2 separate regions of the Zea mays genome follow, and region 2 is linked to region 1. The links are chromatin contacts, called in public Hi-C maps. All regions are on one chromosome and are shown on one strand. The core of a region is the stretch at or near the end of the contact, and the rest is flanking DNA. Distances in the headings are between cores, read along the strand shown.

Region 1 (7,208 bases), core at 2,704-5,203:
AAACATGCGTTGTGCGGTACTCTGTATGGCAAGTGAGGAGTCTTGGCAGCGATCGTCACTTGTTCTCTTGTGTGGTTCGCGGAGCCTCGACCGTATCTTTCGACGTGACATGCCTCCAACTACCCGCAGGCTCCGTCCGTGGACGCATCCGCGAATGGAGGAGGGGAACAGTCCACGATTTCGGTGAATCTTTCTGAGCTAGGCGCGCCGAACGGTTCTCCTTGATACTACCGCCGATATGTCTACTTCAAAGGACAAAAAACACCACCAGAAGCACACATCTCTGCAGGCTGCAGCCGGCTATTAGTGACAACACGAACCTCTCTAGGTACAGCGCGCTGCCGTCCAGCTACTCCAATACCAAACTAAGCCGGGCTAGTGACAACACGAACCTCTCTACGTCGCTTCCGTCTAGCCACTCCAATACCTTCTTGCATAAAACAACCGCCAAAGACAAACGGGAGAATCTCCGAGTTTAAAAAAAGAAGAAGAAGAAGTAGTAGTAGTAGTGTATAGTACAGGACGGACAATTCAAAGCGGTTTGCTTCACGGAACCTCAGCATCTAATCACTTCCCTGATAGCCCCCAGCCCCCCACTCCTTAAATTTTTAGTTTTTCGTTCCTCAGCGTTTTAGGTGAGAGCTTTCGTACGGCGTCATCCCCGGGCCAGCTGGCCAGATTGTTGTTTGTCCGTGTCGATCGACAGGTAACCAACGCAACCTTCCATTCCATTTTGATCCTACCAGTAGCGGGGCCGGCCGCGTGTGTCCCATTGGTTTCTCAGTGCGTGCGTGCGATGCAAGGCGAGGCAGCAGTAGTTAAGCACTGGCATTTCGTATGCTAAAGATGCTACCGGAGACGGATGAATTTAAAAGAACTGGGTGCTGACTCTCAAGAAGGGGGATCAAGTGAGACTGCAATAGTACGCAACTAGAAAGCAAAAAAAAAAAAAAAAAAAAAGGCAAAGTGTCAGATGCAAGTAGCCTTGAGGCCGCAAGGTGGTCGCGGACAGACTGAAGAGGTTAATTTGATAACTGGACCAACTTTTTTAAAAAAGAAAAAAAAAACTCTTCTTCTGTAATGAGATCCTAAAATTCCGGCAAGGCGCGGGACAAAGAAAGGTGCCAGTGGCTAATCACGGATCGCGCACAGCTGCCGGGCGGCCAAAGGAGAATCTAATTGGAAGCTTCGGCACGTCTGGTTGGTTCGTGCAAACGATCGCCCCCCCCCCCCCCCCATGTGATGAGACAGGTACGCGCAACTGTCCTAGAGTTGTAGTACCGGAACACACTACTACTACAGAAAAAATGGATTCGGACCCCTCCCCCTAACAAATTATTGAGATTTAGAGCTGAGGGAAGGTGCTGGTCCAAGTAAAGTGACGTCTAAAAAGTCGCGTCTACCATCTGTTACCGTAGCGCTGGAGTACAGTAGCAGTGATCGATCCGCTATATATATATATATATGCTCCTCATTGGGATCGGTACTCCATGTGAGCAGCTACCACTATGCAATGCATGCAGCGTATTACACGTGGGCTGAAAACGTCAAACCCTTGAGATGGTAATACCGAGTCAGTCCGCCGCCCCCCCCCCCCCCCCCCCCCCCCCCCCCCCCCCCCCCCCCCCCCCCCCCCCCCCCCCCCCCCCCCCCAACCAAAACACCAGCGGGCGCCGGGCGCCGGGCGGGTGATCTACTACTCTGACATTTTCCAAACCCGTCCCCCAAGATAACGACCAGTACTCGTCCCGACGCACCCTTTCCCTCTCGACTCCAAAAGGAGAGACAGAAGAGACCACGCGCGAACGCGCTGGCCGTTTCGCCCACGGCACGGGACCACCCACCGCGCTCACTCCGCCACTAAACCATGCCCTGTACTAGGATAGGATCTGCACGGTCTCTCTCGAGCGGGACAAGCTCGATGCGGATCTTCGGCAGGCACCAGCACCAGTGCACCACGCACGCGCGCGCAGCCATGTACTGTACCTTACCCTTTGCTACGCGAAACGAACAATGGATCTGGCGCGCCCCACACGCGTGCGTGACGCGTCGCGACGTTAATTAATTAAGAGCCGTTGTTTGTTGAAGAGCTTCAAGTACTACTACTACTGCTACTAGGTAGTAGGAAGTGGGCCGGGGTACCTGATATGGAGAGGAGACATGCTCATGAAGAAGACGGACGTGCGCGCCGGGTCGACGTTGTCGTTCACCCAGCTCGCCCACGTCGTCAGCACCTTCCGGTACGCTTCGATCCGCACCACCTCGTCGTGCTCCTCCCAGCTCTTGGCGCCCGGTCTCCTGCGCGATTTACGTACGTACGTAATATAAACGAGGGTAGGTCAGCTCTTCGCGCGTGTATACGTCGACGGCGCCCTTTCCGGCCGGGAAACGTAACGTACATGACTTTCATGTCCAGCGTGTTCATCCACCACATGTAGGTGTTGAAGACGAGGTAGTCCACGCCGCGCCAGTTCTCGGCGTGCGCCCCGATCGTGTCCGCCTTGATGATCCGGTGCTGGATGCTGTGGATCTTGGGGTCGTCCGAGTTCGACTCCACAAGGAACGGCGCCCAGTAGAACTCCACCGTCGCGTTGTACTCCTGCATTGCATTGCATTTACAGGCCTGGTCAGCGACGGCCCAGGGAAACGCGCGCGAGAGGTTTGGTGCACCTAGCTAGCCGCCCGTCACCAACGTGCACGCGTCACGGTTGAAAAATGGACGGAAAACTTGAACGAATTGCAGTGTTAGCTAGGGCACCCGTGGGCCCTCTTGGCTAGCTGCCAGAGGATTACGAGTCCTTTGCTAAAGCAGGCGGAAAGGGACAATGGCAGGTACGATACGAACCCAGGCGTGGAAGACGACGCGCTGGCCCTCCCATGTGACGTACTTCTTCCCCGGCGGGGACGCCGACTGCACCAGGCACACCATGGACTCCCACTGGTTGCGGTTCAGCGAGTCCCCCACGAACATGAACCGCTTGCCCCGGAGCCTCTCCATGAACAGCTTCGCGTCGAACCTGCAGGGATGGAATTCCAAAGGCCTCGCCGTTTAGCTAGCTAGCACATATTGTTTGCCACAGCGCGAGCCGAGCCCCGTACCGTACCTGGGCATGGAGCATCCCTTGGGCTGCCACCGCCACTTCTGGTACGTGTCGTCGCGCCGCCCGTTCTTCATGCACGTCACCTGCGACGTCAGGAACTCGCACTCCTCCTCCCGGTACAGCGGGTAGCTCGTGTTGTCGAACACCCACCGCCCCTTGGACAGGTCGCAAGTCTCCGGCACGCCCAGCGCGGGCGGCACCACCGTCTTCTTCGCCGCGCGCTGCTGCCTGCGCGGCTTCTTCTTCTTCTTCGCCGCCGCCTTCTTGGCCGTATTCCTCTCGCTCTTGGCGGCGGCGGTGGCGACCACCTTCTGCTGCGGCTTCTCGACAGCCACCGGCGGCGCCGTCGTCGTCGTCGTCGTGGTCACCGCGTGCTTCTTCGGCTTCTCCTGCTCGCCGCGGTGCAGCACGGCGGCGGGCTTCTCAGAAGCGGAGATGTCTCGCCGGGGCACCACCACGACTTGCCGCCCACCAGCGCCCGTGGTGCCCGGCACCGCTGGCGCGGGCACGCGCGTGAGCGGCTCGATCGTCAGCGACCGGATGTCCTCGCCGTACATCACCACCACGCAGAGGAAGAAGAAGACGCTCGCCACGTAGACCGGCAGCCGCCCGCCCTTGCGCAGCGACGTCGTGGCGTGCTTCGTGGCGGACGCGTCGAGGGCGCCGGCGCCGGCGCCGGCTCCCGCGCCCGCGTGCGACGACTTGCGCCGCCCCGCCAAGCTCATGGCGCCCGCGCTGGCTGATCCTAGCTAGTGCCTAGTATAGCCCTCTCTCTCTCTCGATCTCCCTGTGCGCCGGAGCCGGACTACTGTGTTTTCGCTTGGACAGACCGGTCGATGGCGTGCCGCGACCGCGATCAGAACTCAGAAAGCGGGGGAAGCCGGATCGTCGGGGCGGTCTTTATGGGTTTGTGGCGAGCCCCGGCCGGGGGCGGGGAGTCAGCACCGGGGGGCTGCGGATTTGGTGAGGAGGGGACGATGCCAATCCCCTGGATGCTTCTCACACCCTTCTCTTCTTCCCTGGGCTGGGCAGCCGTTGAACGGGCAAGTGCAAGCAACAGGCATTAATTGGATGGATGCAACGGGTGATTCGTTTTTATTCCTTGACAAATTCTCCTACTAGTCGTCGCGACCTGGCCATTGGAGACGAGACGAGAGGCATGGACAAACGTGGTACAGCACGTCACTGACATATTTGGACTAGTTTAGTTTCAACAAATACTTCGTATGCACAGCACCGTACGTATTGAATAGTACTCTATACACGCACACACACACCTCTAAACATTATTATTGAGGAGATCGGAAAAGATCTGTAACCGATCCAACTGTTATTCCAGAACCATTAATAATTTAGGAGGAGTTAATAGCTAATTGACTAAAAATTTGCTAGTGGAATTAGGGGTGTTTGAATGCACTAGAACTAATAGTTAGCTGGCTAAAAATTATTAGTGAAATTAGCTTGCTAATAAATAACTACCTAACTATTAACTAATTTACTAAAAATAGCTAATAGTTAAATTATTAGCTAGTTTGTTTGGATGTCTCAACTAATTTTAGCGGCTAACTATTAGTTTTAGTGCATTTAAACACCCTCTTAGTATACGGTAGAAAAGGTGCAGAGCTAGCTATCTTGTTGGACGGTGAGCTGCTACCAGTAAATGGCCACATATGTTTGAACGATTTTATCTGTCCGATCTGATGCTGTCAGGTCAACGGGGTAACTCCATTCTATATATACAGGGGGCAGCAGCCTGTTTTCGAAATATGATGATGATGGTGATGGTACGACGAGCACATGTTGAGAACAACATGAACACGCATTTCCTCTCGAAAACGAAGAACGTATACGTGCGCGTGCCTCACATGTAAATATACCACGATTTCACTTGATCTCTCTCCCAATATGTTTTCGTCGCCTTGATTGGTACAGTACAATAACGCGTGACATTCCAGCTGACGTTCTGTATGTCATGTGCAGCGTCCGGTTTCGAGGCTTCTGGAAATGACGGGGTTGCGTCGACGACGTGACGGCTGATTATTATTCCAGTACGGTGTGACAGAGGAGACTTCTCTTGGTACCGGGGGACCTGGATCACTCCTGGATTTTGAAAGCCAGTATATTGCCCCAGTTTGTTTCAGCTTTTTAGAGCTTCTAACCATCAAAAGCTGCTGCGGACTGTCAAACGTTCAGCTTTTCAGTCAGTTTCTATAAAATTCGTTTAGGTAAAAACTATTCAACATCAACGTAAATACATAATCGGTTGAGTCGTTGCATTAGTATGAATCCGTCACTTTCTAGATCTTGAGTCCTATGAACACATTTATCTTTCTCCGCACGTAATCCTAATGATACTCAGCTTCTCTACACAGCCAGATTCTCCCCATAGTCAGATTCTCAGAAAAGCTGGTCAGAAAAAAACTGAACCAAACAGGCCCATTGTCTCTTGCCATATATCCTCATGCCTTCGTTTTAAAATATGTAATTTTAGTCTTGTGCTAAGCAAGCCATGCTTCTCAAATTTAACTAAGTTAAAAATCATGAGTATCTACGATACCAAAATATTTTTTATTAAATACACCATCAAATATGTCCTGCTAATGCACTTACTAGAATTTTATATGGGCAAAGTGAGATTTTATTTGCTACACAAACATAGAATTACAATCTTGCTAGATGACATTTGTGGATTTGAGAAGTTTAATTCAAGACAAAACTAAAATGTTGTAGAATAATTGAATGCTGCTACGGAAATCGCAGATGGTTTAGAGAGAGATTTGATTACTTATATTTACTTACATGAAAAGATAAACTATCATAGCGCATGTTAGTGGATGGTGAGTATATATGCTTACATGGACAGCTAAAGGCATATTAGTGGATGATGTGGCTTGCTGACGTGGATATTTTGCACAAAGATATAACTTCATGTGCTAGTGGGCTATAATAATAACATGTTAGTGGGTGATGATGTAGACAACTTGTGTGTCAAGATAGAAAGTAAGTATGAATTAAAAAACTAAAATAGATATAGATGCAGATACAAATATAGATATAGATATGAACAATATTTTAGAACTGGGGAGTGAAGAGCTAACATGTGACTAAGACCCTAGCCTACTCATAACTTCACAATGTTTTTTAGATAAGTGTTAGTTTTCCATTTCATCCCTCTTCAAAGAAGAGGCATCAATCCACATGAAAATATAGCCCAAGAGGGAAACAACAATATCTCAACAAACCAGCAATATCTCAACAACAATATTGTTTAACTGAAGTAAAGGGAATTTGTAGGAAACGGGTGACGCCTAAGAGGGGGGGGGGTGAATTAGTACTTCTAAAACTTTCTCTAAACTAGGCCACAATTAAATCCCTAGAGCAAAACCTATGCAAATAAACAAACTAGAATGTGCAAACTAGGTTTTGTCTAAGTGTTGCTATCCCTACCGAAAAGGCTAAGTTTCAATCTACACTATATAAGTATGAATACACGATTGAAACTTAAATGCTTAATATAAATGCGGAATATTAAAGAGCAAAGTAGAGATGCAAACTCTCGTGGATGACGCCGGTATTTTTACCGAGGTATCCGGAACCACGCAAGGTTCCGACTAATCCTCGTTGGTGCCCCTACGCAAAGGGAAGCCCACGCGAGGGCCAAGCACCTTCGGTCGAGTAACTCCGTAGAGAGCCACGGGCCTTCTCCACACGCAAGTGGTGCTCCGCTTCCGGCTCCTCTCGGACGCTCCCCGCCGTCTCCACTATCGAGCTTCCGGCCGAAACGCCGCGGGCCTCGTTCCCTCCGGTACACGGTGGCGGCCGTGACACAAACGCGGTTGTCACGGTCTCGCAAGACTCTCGTCCCACTCGGTACAATTACAACGACTCACGCAAGAGCCGAGGGGTTGTGTGGTTTGTTTAAACTCACTCAACTAACTAGGGTTCACCTAGAGCAAGCGCTAGAGCGGTCTAACTAACTTAAGCACTTCGCAAAGCACCTACGCTAATCACCGAGTGATTCTATTAAGCACTTGGGTGTAAGAGCACTTGGGAATGTCTATAATATTGCTTGGTATGTTGCTTGGGCTCCCACCCTTGAGAATGGCC
Region 2 (7,208 bases), core at 1,869-4,368, 130 kb after region 1:
TGTAAAATAATAGTATTTTTTTAAACATATGTAACTCAATCGCTCAGATAATATAAACTTGAAATTCTACAACTACGTATACGACAGTACCTGACAGCGATGAGAAAGAAAATGCGTTCATTGAAACAGGATTAGCCGGTTCGATGTACAGCCCCTCGCTTTCGGCACGACAAATCCCCGACTAGTGCAAATACTGAGATGCTCGCCGTCTACTCGCTCCAAATCTCCAACAACTACATACACAACTGTTATATATATAAAAAAAGATACACACAAAAATGTTTTTTTACAGACAAGCTTGTTTCCTGGAGGATGTTTCAGACGCTGGAACCGGTTTCCTTTTTCTTCTTTTGTTTTGCAATTGCTTTCGATTCGAAGCATGGGGATCCGTCACGATCGCGACCGGGTACGCGACTATGAGAAAAATCGCTTACCTAACCACGTAACTCGTTCGGTTATAAGAGATGAAATTCCACCATAAATTTAATTTGGGTCTGTATTGGGTGAATTCATACCACACACTCAATCCCAATACTTAATCCCAATAGTGAGATTAAATCCATCATTTAATACATCCATTTCTCAAAGCTAGCATTCTTTTGATCCATGGATTATAATATAAACATGTGTAATATTTTTATGGATTTATTCAATGTCTAATGAGCTATAGATAGAATCCATGTCTTCTATAGTTTAAAAAAGTTCCAAATCTTTAAGTTATGATCTAGGATGAATTTAACCGAATAAAAAATTTGAGTAGACTTGCATTATTTTAGGACATTAATTGTGACATGTATTTAATTACAATCCATACTAATTCAGAGCTAGATTGGGGTGTAAACGAACAATACCTAATAAAGTGGCTAAGGACACTCAGAAACCCGTTTCCCCCTGTCTTCTTTAGGCGTCGGTTTAAATAATAGGCACACGTGGACTGTCCTCTGTCCAACAATAACAAAGCACTCGGCATCACTGAACATGATCCTCACAACACAAGGCACTAAGTTGACATGCCCCCCGCACACACGTTTCCATATTCTAAGCATGGTGGCCACAAAAAGGAAACACGAAAGGCGAGCCCCCGGTCTGTGATTGGAATTTGGGTTGCATGTTCAGATGCTTGATCGGCTTTCTCTGCATCTCTTAACTCCCATCACAAAGTAATTAATTAATCAATTTAACCGAAATGACACGCGGAAGCGTGCCGTATCGTAACTCGCAAGTAGAGTACGTGCGTGCACATGGAAGGCAGAAAAAATTTCATGCCTCGTGCGCTCCCCGTTCAACGGAAGCCACCAAGCGATCCACGCATGCAGCATGCTGATGGATACAGCAAAAAATGATAGCGGAAACCGATATTTTTCCGAGGGAATCTCATTTTGTTTTTCGTATCAACGTGAGCCAGCAAATGCAAACTAGTAGATCGTTCCAGGTAGGGATGAAAACGGTCGGAAACGGTCTGTAAACACTAAAACCATTACCGTTTTCATATTTTTTTCGGAAACAAAATCGAAAACGGTAACTCCGGAAACGGAAACGATATCGGTATTTCGGAAACATCGGAAACAAAAGTTCGGTGCGAAAAATATACCGGTAACGATCGAAATCTAAAATACGATCGGTAAACATATCAAACTTCACAATAAAACAAAATTGACAAAAGATCACAAATACCACAAGTTCACAAGGATCACAAATTTATAATATAAAAAGTTTATAAAGATCACAAGTTCACAATATAACAAGTTCACAGTATAACAAGTTCATAAAGATCACAAGTTCACAATATCCACTCGATTTAGTTGACATGGCATGCTTACTCATGAAATATTTTTCCCTCACATAAAGGGTTTTTTCACAGCCTCACAAGAAAACCCTAAAATCTAGTGTGAAAAAGACAGATTGTCGGCTTTCTATCATTATATATTACTAATACATAACATGTGCATAGAAAATGGTGGATTCGTTCGAGAGACCAAATCGTTAATCTCAACTGCCTTCCAACACCATCTAACCCTAAAAAAAAAATTAAAGCATCCAAAAAATACAAAAATAAGTAATCCTTATCCAAAAATGTATAGGCGATGCGAAAAAATCATATGCTGGAAAATTCCGAAAAAAATCCGAGACGCAATTCCGGAAATTTCCGAGAGACAAATCCGGTAATTTCCGACAAAAACCGGTAACCGATGGAAACGGTCGGTAAAACACCACGCCGATTCCGATACCGATTCCGATAGAAAATTCCGAAAACCGATTCCGTTTTCGAAAAATACCGTTACCGGTGAATCCGATCGAAAAAAATCAAAATCGGTTTCCGGAATTCTGAAAAATTCCGAAACCGTTTTCATCCCTAGTTCCAGGCGCAGCACGGCGGCTTAAATCTGAAGTCATCACTGAGGTGTCAGCTCTCCACGGTTTAGGGTTTCAGATGGTTTCATGCAGTTATTCCTCTCACTTATCAGATGGGATGTTCCTAAAACATCCGACTTTTATCACAAATCTAATATTTTAGCATAGATATACGTAGAATTTAAAGCTAATTTTTGGCAATGTTATTAAGAATATTACATAGTATTTAAATAATTTTTTTATATTTTTTATGTACATTATTTTCTCCCTACAATAAAAAAGGTGAAAAAACATCCGAATCCGTATTCGAATAGACATCCGAATTTTATATCAATTATTTAAAAAGATATATAATGAATTTAATGTTAGTTTTTTGTGAAGATTAATAGTCTTAATGCTAAAAACAAGAATATAAATTTACATAGCAAATTCTATATGTTATTTGTTCATAAAGAAGAAACAAGACCGAAAATTTGACATCTAAATAAATATTCGGATCCATCACTAAATTTCTTTTATACTTAGAAAAACCGAACTGATGTCTTGACCCCTCCAGTTTTTTTTTTAAAAAAAAGCAGAATGAAGCAGCAGAATTCTGATATAGGGGAGTTTGTTGCCTTGTTGGAAACAGGGCCAGTAGGCCGTGCTCCGTGCTCCGGCCCACTTGCCAGCTTCACCGGTCCAGGTCGCCGCAATTCGCAAAAACTGGCCCACCACGGAGCCAGAAGGCGTGTCCACACAAACGGACAAACCAGACCAACACGAACCGGATAAAGGCCGCCCTCCTCGCAGTACAGCAAACGGCGGCCAACAACAACCACCCCGGTACACGCTTCCCACCAAAAGCAACCCTGACCCTGACCTGCGCTGCCTGTGACCCCGCCGATCCGAGCGTCTCCATGGCCGCTTCGTCCTCCGAGGCTGCCACAGCCACGCCCACGACCACCGTCGGACTCGGAGGGAGCGGGACCCCAGGCCCTCCGCCGCCAACGCCATCGAACCACCACGCGGCGCCGTCCTCCGCGGCTGGTGGGGCCACGGACGCCTCGCTCTCTGCTTTCCTGCACCGCCTCCTCCTCTCGTCCCCGGCTCCACAGCTACGGTCTCCACTCGCAGCTCGGTCGCAGGCGTCGCCGCCCTCGCTTCCGCCTCTCGTCTCGCTCGAGTCCCCCGACCAGCGCGCCCTCCGCAACGCCGCCGACGTGGGCTACTTCCACCTCGCCGGCCACGGCATCCCTTCGGGGCTACCGTCGTCCGCGCTCGCCGAGCTGTCCCGGATCGACGCGTCCACGCGCCTGGAGTCTAATCTTCGCACGCTCGGCTTCTCCGTGGAGGAAGGGGAAGAGCAGGATGTGGACGGCGGCGCCGACGATCCCGCGGTAGTGTTCGACGCCTGCGAGGGGGACTTGGACGCGCTCCCGGCTGCGGCGGAGTACGCGCGTCGGATGAAGGACGTGGGCATGCGGGTTGTCGCGCTTCTCTCCGGGTGCCCCGACACGGGCTTCCGGGAGAAGCCCTTCGCGGAGGGGAGGAGGAAGCCGCGGTGCCTGCTGTGGGCCTCCCGGGTCTCCACCGCCGATACGGCACCTCCGGCCGTCGGGAAGGCGAAGGCGTACCCGTACGTCGTGGCGCTTCATTGCCAGTGGGAGGCATCAGGGCAGGAAGAGGCGCCGCCAAGCTGGGTTATGAACCACGGCGGCGAGTGGACGGCAGTGGCCGCCCGCGACGACGCGATGCTTGTCACCGTCGGCGACATTGCCCAGGTGCAAATCTCTCAGATATTTCATGAACATTAGTAAGTAACTGAAATTTGCAATAGCATCTCCCGAAAAGAAAGCAGAGATTACATAAGCACCGTAACTGTTCTTATCGTCTTGATCTGGTCAAAGTTTATAGACCATTCATTTAGCGCTCTAGTAAAGGCTAGAGGTAGTAGTGTCATTGCAACAGAACGTACAGCATCGAGCGGCAGAGATGGCGAGCATCCGTTTTGTTTATGCAGCGGCCAGCGCCCAGCGGCATCAAATTCTAAAGTAGGTTGCGCATAACTTCACCACCCAGTTTTGATTTTTGACCCAGTTAGGCAATCAGGTCCCATGTCTGCATCAGCTGGTGTGTATCACTCATTGATCATCGCCCAATTTGGAACACATAAATCCACACAAAAAGAAGTCAAGCATCTCTGCTTTTCAAACACACACACACAAACAAAAGTAACACCATCGTGTCATATGAGCTGTTCTTCACTCTTCAAGCAGCATACAGCAGCAGCACTTACCTTTTGTTGCCATGATTCCTTTTGGCTCGCGTGCTAGGTGTGGAGCAATGGCAAGTTGAAGAAAGTGAGAGGGATGGCTCGCCCCACATCCGCACCACCCATGGCGGCGCAGCATGGCGAGACCGACCGTCTGTCGCTGACGGTCCTTATCACTCTGCCTTTGGACAATATCGTCTCGCCCTTGGTCCCGCTCTCCAATGCGGCCGGAGAAGGCCGCGAGGCCGAGGCAAACGGTGCCGGAGCCGACGACGAGGATGGATGGAGGTTTCACTCTTTCCTACTGGAGGACTATGCGTGGAGGGTGTACAACCAGCGGCTTCAGTTCAAGGATCCATTGGTCCGGTATCGGATATGATATTTGCCGCGATGATCTATAGCGCTTCTTTTTTTCCTTTTGGTGTGCCAATATGCAACTCATGTCATGTGTGACTTCGTGTTGTGATCTACTATTTGCCTTCGGAGTGGTTTGAGTACATCCCGCCTTGGGTTTCAATGTATGTTGCTGACGTTTTGACCTTTGCTCAAATACCTGAGCCGCTGAGGGATTCGGACAAGCAGTAGGATTCTATACGAACTTCCAAAAATCCCTAGTGCAGCAACAATGTTTCCCTCATCCCCTATAAAACAGCATCTCGTACTCTGGCTACATGCGGACTAGAAGAGCTTGGCAAACCGATTTTGAAAAATGCATGATCGATTGGACAAGAATTACTTACTGTACTGATAAAGAGATCCGGGAGGAAATCCAGGGTGAATGGAAAATCAGTTGGGGATTTTTTTTGGGGGTGGGGAGGACAGAAGAATGTGGATCAAGTTGACTAGTTGAGGTTTAGGAACTTATGGTGCGTTTAGTTGCGGGACAGACGGTGACAGGCAGGATAGGGACGTTCCCCTGTTATCCTATTTCGTCCATCCAATTTTGAAGAATAACTAGGGACAACATTGGGATAATCCCGTCCCAACCTATAACTCTGAACTAAACAACTTTATTTAGGTGATCGTTCTATCAAATCTCGTTCCATCATTACAACCAAATGCACCCTTACATGTTTGTGAATTTTAAGAGGACTAGAATATGTTTAAGTCTGACTGTCATTTGAGGGAAAGGTGAAAAGGCTAGACATAATTGTGACGGTGATTATAAGAAAAAAAGAGATATGTAAGGTTGTCTTGGGTGGATGATGTAAAATATGAGAGGTGGAACTATATAGTACGAGATGTTGCAATAGAGTTGATGCTGGGTGCTGGCATCGGCACAAATAATACTGTGGAGTTTAATAGCTGCGCTCAGAGAACCAGCTGAACCGGCCCATCCGGGTGCAACGGCCCAAAATCTCCCTCACGGCTCACCACATCCACACACACACACGCTCCAGGACGATGTTTCCCGCACGACTGCACGAGTCGCGGTCGGTCGTTTTCTTCTCCCTCCCGAACGAGAGATTTGACATTATGAAACACGACAGATGCGGTTTTAACGAAATAGAGGCTCAGGCGAGAGTTTCTCCGTTATAGAAAAGCTAGACATAGCCAACACTCTAAAATGGACATACCAACTCCATTAACTGATTCAGAGCAGTATTAGTCTCGTTGAAACCGAGTTCCGTCCCCAGCGCCGTCGCCGTCAGTTCTCCTCCATCCCCGTCGCGTTCTCCATCTCCGTCGCGTTCTCCTTCGCGCGGCAGCCGAGCGCCGCTGCCTCCGACCAAGACTTCGCGCGGCAGCCATACCCGTCGCGTTCTCCACGACCTCGACCTCGTCCTCCTCGTCTTCCTCGCCGGCCTACTGCTCGGTCTCCGGCTGGTCGCCGCTCCTCCTGTACAGCTCGTCCAGGGCAGGGGCGACCGTGTCCGCGAACGACAGGAGCAGGCGGCCGTCGCGGCGCTGCGCTCGGAGCAGGGTGGACGACGCCACCGGGACGACCTTGATGAGCAGGCGCCCGTCCTGGCGCTCCTGCCTCATCTCCATGGTGGTGGGCTCCCGCCCGCGTCGCGCCAGCGACGGCAGCGGCGACGGGAACGCCCTGGGCGGGGCCGCGTGCAGGACCACCACCTCCTCCTCCTACCCGCGCTCGTCGTCGTCGCAGCCCGGGCACGAGCGGTCGGTGGCGGCCGAGCCGTCGGTATCGGAGAAGCCGTCCGAGCCTGTCTCCGAGTGGCGGCTTCTGCGCCTGAATCATGCTCCATATGTGGTCCCTGTCCGGCCGGTCGACGTCGCCGATGTGGCTCGTCTCCTTTGGCATGACAGTAGCCTTCTCGGCGCCAGCAGCGGCGGCCTTGCCGTTGCCGCCATCACCAGCGCCCTGCTTGACGGACTGCTGGCACGGGAGGAGCTGCTGCTCGGTGGTCTCCAACACTGTCAGTGCCATGTCCGTGGACGACAGCAAGAGCGAGCAGCAGGCCTCACGTACGTATATGGTAACGGAAATACGACGGCGTGAGTTTGAGATCGTCGTTACCTGTTAATGGAGTTGACATGTCCATTTTAGAGTGTTGGCTATGTCCAGCTTTTTCATAACGAAGAAACCCTAGCCTCTATTTCGTCGAAGCCGCGTGTTTCGTAATGTCAAATCTCTCCT

What was found. Hi-C and Micro-C count contacts between places; a contact is called where the count stands out from the background.
Region 2: a contact with region 1 is called in a Hi-C map of leaf, with 2.9 times the contacts expected there. The contact joins the promoter of LOC100191202 here to the promoter of LOC100382706 in region 1. A contact is called at or near these places in 9 of 25 Hi-C or Micro-C datasets (bundle sheath, ear, endosperm and 3 more).

What each region holds. Positions count from the first base shown.
Region 1 is chr3:188,228,090-188,235,297 of Zm-B73-REFERENCE-NAM-5.0, forward strand. LOC100382706 (Protein ESKIMO 1) reads right to left here and starts at 3,954. Exons shown (of 5, transcript NM_001175429.1): 1 at 3,105-3,954; 2 at 2,846-3,017; 3 at 2,400-2,599; 4 at 2,143-2,298. The coding sequence starts at 3,826.
Region 2 is chr3:188,363,193-188,370,400 of Zm-B73-REFERENCE-NAM-5.0, forward strand. It overlaps LOC100191202 (2-oxoglutarate (2OG) and Fe(II)-dependent oxygenase superfamily protein), which reads left to right and starts at 3,119. Exons shown (of 2, transcript NM_001136637.1): 1 at 3,119-4,115; 2 at 4,668-5,102. The coding sequence starts at 3,252. The coding sequence ends at 4,985.